Linked DNA regions of Mus musculus: region 1 is linked to region 2. A link is a contact called in public HiChIP or PLAC-seq data. All regions are on one chromosome and are shown on one strand. Each heading gives the region's core, a stretch centred on a gene start, on an enhancer-like site or on the middle of the called end of the contact. The rest is flanking DNA. Distances are from core to core; before and after follow the strand shown. Region 1 overlaps Gm33436 (a long non-coding RNA gene). Region 2 holds the start of Pla2r1 (phospholipase A2 receptor 1).

Region 1 (3,057 bases), core at 51-2,550, 150 kb after region 2:
TGCTCTCATGAAAACCTTCAATCCAGTCTCTAAGGGCCTCAAACTCAGACTTTCAAAGGGAGCCTTGCTTTGCCAACAGTCACCATTTCACTGTGTTTGCTAATTTCCCAACTCCATGAAAACCTCCAAAAGGGTGAAGATGGAGAACAGAACCTTATGGGAGCCCCAGGAACTTACAGATCCCTGAATGTCATCATGACGTTATCTCTAAAGTCCACACTGTCCCTTAGGGGCTTTTATTGACAAACTGCAGAGAAGTGACTCAAGTCTATGTCATGATCATCTTTCCCAGAACTGGGAGTTCCTCTGGCCTGCCAGACACAGGAGCATTTTTTTCCTTCTCCTCAGCCTTACTCACACATGGTGGCTCATCGCTTTGAGGGCATGGAGAGTTTCCTCATGGCCCCTGTACATTCTGTGCTGCTTTGCTGAGTGAGGAGAGGTGCACACGGCTGCATCACTGTTTTCAATTTCATTTTTCAGTTTCACCTGGGGCCAAAGTTTTCGGTATCCATATAGTTTGATTGCTTTCTGATTCACTGTGATCATATGCTTTGCAGGATAATTCATTCTTTTGCTCGAAGATATTAATAACACACAGTGTTAGTACTCTTAAGCAGACATGTAAAAGAAAAAAATTGAAACTCAGGAAGACTGAGTAACTCACATTCGAGGTCTAAGAGATGTGGCCGAGACAGGAGAATTAGACAATTGGAGACCTTCAAACCATGGCAGAGCTTTGTGGCTTCGAAGAGAACTATGCAGTTTTTCAAACCCCCAAATTATTTAATTAAACAGGACTTAAATATCTATTATAAACCCAGCCTCATGACACAGAAATATATCCATGTATTTAGTCAATAAAATATTTTAAGTACAGTATTGTACAAAAAACACGTAGCCACAAGGGCCTTGTCTTTAAGAATCCTCTGGGTAGTTAGATAAAAAAACAGATCTCTGAAGTAGTTTGATGACAGTATGAGGTAGTGTGTGAGGTAATAGATGCTGGAGGTCAGAAGAGTTCCTGCCTGACATAGTCAACCTGACCTGAAAGGCCACAGGATATGACTGGGGAACACTCTAGAAAAAGGCACTTTGGAAACAGGAACAGTGTGCATCAAAGAACTGAGCCAGTAACCATTAAAGTGTTCATGCAGCCTATCAGGTTACTTGGTGAGAAGATTTGTCAGGGACCGGGAAAAATTGTAGACTAATTTTGTCACTTGCTGAGGTAGAAGCGATAATGTCTCATACTTTGTATATGTGTGGTTATGGAATCATAATCTTTATTGTTATTATTATCTGCATGAGTCAGGCTGGAGCTAGATCTCATTAAAGAGTCCCCAGGGAATACGAAGAGGAATCGAGGTACACACATGTCAAGTGAAGTATCATCATCAGTAGCTAAGGATTTTTACCCATAGTCTGGTGCATTGAACCTCCACTGAAAAGACTCGGTCTCAAGGATTAGCTTTTTATCTGAGACCCTAAAATGAACCTAAGGCCTTGTGTGCTGGTACACACCTTCTTTCTTCTCCTTCTCCTTCTCCTTCTCCTTCTCCTTCTCCTTCTCCTTCTCCTTCTCCTTCTCCTTCTCCTTCTCCTTCTCCTCTCCATCTTCTCCTCCTTCTTCTATTTATTTATTTAATATATATCAGTACACGATCTCTCAATTCAGACACACCAGAAGAGGCCATTGGATCCCATTACAGATGCTTGTAAGCTACCAAGTGGTTGCTGGGAATTGAACTGAGGTCCTCTGGAAGAGCAGTCAGTGCTCTTAACCACTGAGCCATCTCTCCAGCCCCTACAATAGCTTCTTAAGCTAGATACAGTTACTCCGAGTTTTAGAGGTGAGGAAGCAGACTGAGATGCCCTGAGCATAAACAACAGTGGTCGAAGGAATTGAGGCAAGATCGTGAGCCCAGTTCATCAGATTTACCCTTTAGCTGCCATTTAGCTGGGATGCCTAAGTGACAATAAAACAAGTTATTATATTTTAATAAAGCACAGAATTGGGACTCAATAAGGGTTGCTCTCTTCTGAACCCCACCAAGTGGTTGGGGGATTTCTAGGCAAAACTTTTAAGTTGATCAACCATTTCTTGCCCTTCTACTGTCTGTTCAGTATGCTGTTGCCATATGTAACCAACCATGGGGCCCATGAGAGGTGAAGAGTCTAAGGTGGAGATGTACGAGTATCAGCTGTGCATCGAATTTTAAAGGTTTAGTGTGACCACCTTTAAAAAAGGACATTATATATCCAAATCATTTTTAATTGGTCCAAATGAGATACAAGTACCTCATGTTTCTTTTTCCTTTCTTCTGGTCTGACTTCTAGAAAACGTTCACTTGCACATCTGGCTCAGGTTTGTGGTTTCTGTTATCTGCCCCTTAGACACAGGAACTGCCTTGCCCAATCCTTTGTCTTTCCAGAGGTGCATTTGGCTTACAGTTCCCTCCCTCTGTCAGGACGCTAATGGCTTTCTGTGTGAGGAGTAGTATTCTCACCCACTTCATGCTAGCACATAAATGTCTGTCTGTGTGTCTCTCTCTCTGTCTCCTCTCTACCTCCTTCCCTCCCTCCCTCCCTCCCTCTGTGTTTCTTGTAACTCTCTTTCCCCCTCCCCCACTCTCTCTGTTATCTTCATATCCATCTCCACTTCAACAGATTTTTAAGAAAACATCCTTAGCAGGGAGTTTTGTGTACCCAGCTACTGAGACTTGCCAGTGGCCACAGGGATCTGGAGGATGCCACCATGTAGATCAGCTGGAGGTAGAGACCAGAGAAGAGTGGTAGAGACTGAAAAATGGAAATTTCCATGCCTTGGATAAAGGTAGCAGACACCATCAAGCCCCAGCTAGTTGTTGACTTGTTCCAATTTAAGCCCAAAGGCCAGACCCCTTGAGTTCTCATGGGTGTCTGTGGACTTGCATACCTATTGATGAACCCCACTGAAATAAAACCTGTGAACACACATAGTAAACTTGTAAATTGTAAAGCCTGCCTGAGACTCTGTGTGGCACGCAGCCTCAGCTGTCTACAAAGACCTGCTTG
Region 2 (2,700 bases), core at 61-2,560:
GCCCCTGTGTACTTAGAGTTTTACTTAACTGAAAAATACCTAAGAGCATTTCTGGCTGCTCCAGAATAGGAAGAGCTGGTGTGGTTTAGCCTTGGTGAGGATAAAGCCCCTAGAGTGCTCTGAAGTACAACTGAGGGAAAAAAAAAAAAAAAAAAACAACTTAAAAATGTGTGCATATGTTGAAGGAAAAATAAAAGAACAAAGAACTGGATTACATCTTGTTTTATGCCTCTTCGCCAAAGGTTTTCCTAGGACAGAACGCACAGGAGCTGCCAGGAGGCTCCTTCTGGTTTAAGGCCACCTGCTTGCCTTTGATCACGGCACAGTCACGCGTTCAGGGACACACCTTTTATGTCTCAGAGACTCGGGCCTGAGTTGCTCCTTGCGGACACTGATTCTTTTCCTTGGGCTTCCTTCTATGCTCACGTTGGGGCCTTACTGTATGTGGGCTGATGCTCAAACCGATGCTGCATTTATCAGTTTGTACGCGTGTCGGGGGCTGTGTAACTTATTTGTCAGTGGTTCATGAATATTATAGAGCCATTGTTCAGCCTAGAGAAACGGAGGACCAGAAGGTACAAATCCCATCGCTGTCCACCCCACTGAGCCCCGCCTCCCCAAGGGGCGTAGCAGACAGGCCTGTTTGGGGGTTATCTGTAGAATGTAGATCCAACTTCTCCCTTTGGAAGGTAATGAAAGAAGACATCTTTTTGTCAGCATTATCTGAAAGGTGACCCTCTTAATCAACCCGTGTAAAGTTTGCATTTTGAAACTATTTCTACTCTCCTAGGTCCCGCAAGCCTGGAAGGCAAGACCCTGCCCCTTACCTCGCCCTAATTTGGAGGACAAGAGGATGTGCGGAAGAGACTGTCCCATCTGCCCCGGGACAGTACACAAGCAACCACAATACAAACTAGGCCTTGCTCTTACTTGTCTTGCTCAACTCCTACCCGTTTTCCGCCCCGAGTCCCGGGTGCCAATCAGCCCCCAGTTCGGCGCTGCGGACACTCACCACGCCACTCGAGGGACGGTTCCTGGATGTGAGTCAAATCTTGGGCGATGCCCTGGTGAATCCCCAGCAGCAGCAGCTGTTGCAGCCAGAGCAGCTGCAGCATCGCTAACCATTGCACCATCAGGCACGCTAGGTGACACCCACGGGAATCAGAACCGTGTCCCCTGCTCTGGACTAGGCTGCAGGAGGCAAGAGAAGCTACCACTCTTCTTGAGGACCACGCCATCCCAGAGCCCTGGAGATGAACTCGCCTCCCTTGTCGCCACAGCGTGTACACTTGGGACTCTGGGCGTGGAGACGCAAATAGCGGAGTTTTCGCCGCCCCGCCCACACTGCTTTGGGGAGGGAGCAGGAAAAAGGGCCGGGCCCTGTGCAGCTTAAACACTCTGGCCTTTTGGGGTTAGGAGAAAGTAGGGCTAAAGCAGCACCGTGGCTCCCCTTCCCTGCTCCATGAGTGCTCAAACTTCTCTCTCGGATTTGCTGCAATTCCTGGTCACCCGTCCCCAGTGTGGGTGAGCGAGCTAATCCTCTCCAGGAGAAGAAACCTGCCCACTGGATTTGCAAGGGTTTGGCTGCCGGCAGAGGAGTCAAAAGAGCTGCCGGGTGAACTCAGGCCCGGGATGCCTCTGGAATGCAGAGCACAGGAGACACCTAGGGGCCCAACCTGGTCTTCAACATTGCTCCAGAGTAACCAGAAGTCACCTTCAGTATCCAGCTTTATCCTATTTTAAAATAACCCCAGGCTTCCGTTTTCTTAGATCATCTTCATCTAATCAAATATCCCACACTGTAGAGTTGAAGAACCCAGTCAGAAAGGTGTGTGACTGGATCTCGGTTACTCCTTAACTCAACAAAACTTACTCCCTAAATTAGTAGACAACAACAAATAAATACAAAACATCAGGCTGCCCAAACCGTGACCAGTCGCAGTCTTTCTAACTGCCCACCTTCCCCGCCAAATAACTAACATTTATTATACAGGAAGCATTCAATACATAAGAGAGCAAGCAGTCTGATACAAGGCCCTTGCCTAAGTAAGACCTTGGCATAGCGGGTAAAACAGAAGTGGGAAGACAGTAAAAGGGAACCTGGGGGAAAGGAGGACAGATGATGGGATCTTGGAGGACCTGTCTTACTTTGCCAATAACAAAACCGACAATTACAGTGCCAGACTCAGGAAATATGCCTCTGCCTACAAGGTATGCATAGCCAGGAGTGATGGTCGGAGGGAGATAGGGCCTTAGTCTTGCTGGAACCTAGACAGCTTGCTGGTGGAGGTTAAGTAAGCCTTGAGTTCTGTGAGCTAGCAAGATGTGTATACTTCAGTCACAGTGAGAGTCTTGAGAAGTCTTGGGATTGGAGGTATCAGGGGCATGGCTTAAGGAAAGATGTCTGGTTGTCCTCTGAGAAGGAAATTGAAGGACTAAGGCTGAAGAGGAAGACGAGAGAAGACTCAATGTGTACTTCTCGAGTCTATAGAATAGCAGTATACACAGAAGTCTTTCCTGACAATAGGCAGAAAACGCATGTTGTGAGCACCGCATACCACACAGTCTGCAGTCACCAACCCCGACTTTCTCTCTGTTGGCCTCGAACCACACTACTGTGGGAATGTTGCCTGTAGTGGGAAGATTCAGTCCTCATTAAGATGACTGGCATCAGTTGTGGCAGGCAGATGCAATCCATGT

The links. HiChIP or PLAC-seq counts read pairs in DNA pulled down with a chosen protein or histone mark.
Region 1: a contact with region 2 is called in an HNF4G HiChIP or PLAC-seq map of pancreatic cancer cells. The contact joins the enhancer-like site here to the promoter of Pla2r1 in region 2. A contact is called at or near these places in 1 of 15 datasets of contacts at CTCF or cohesin (the NIH/3T3 cell line), 4 of 484 Hi-C or Micro-C datasets (adipose-derived mesenchymal stem cells, cortical neurons, embryonic fibroblasts and 1 more), 2 of 115 datasets of contacts at active chromatin or transcription factors (extraembryonic endoderm stem cells and pancreatic cancer cells) and 1 of 9 other capture datasets (pancreatic islet).

What each region holds. Positions count from the first base shown.
Region 1 is chr2:60,699,916-60,702,972 of GRCm38.p6, forward strand. All of the region lies in intron 2 of Gm33436 (a long non-coding RNA gene), which reads left to right. It also overlaps a transcript of Itgb6 not described here. Among named protein-coding and RNA genes, the nearest start is that of Gm33436, 8.8 kb to the left of the region's middle. Within about 2 kb of position 1,301, at least 73 of the 459 cell types and tissues checked have an H3K27ac peak or open chromatin away from gene starts, as enhancers often do. A contact at or near this core is called in the NIH/3T3 cell line, adipose-derived mesenchymal stem cells, embryonic fibroblasts and 2 more, where this site is marked.
Region 2 is chr2:60,551,998-60,554,697 of GRCm38.p6, forward strand. Pla2r1 (phospholipase A2 receptor 1) reads right to left here and starts at 1,311. Exons shown (of 30, transcript NM_008867.2): 1 at 1,013-1,311. The coding sequence starts at 1,133. Gm13583 (a long non-coding RNA gene) reads left to right here. Exons shown (of 3, transcript XR_374557.4): 3 at 791-1,019.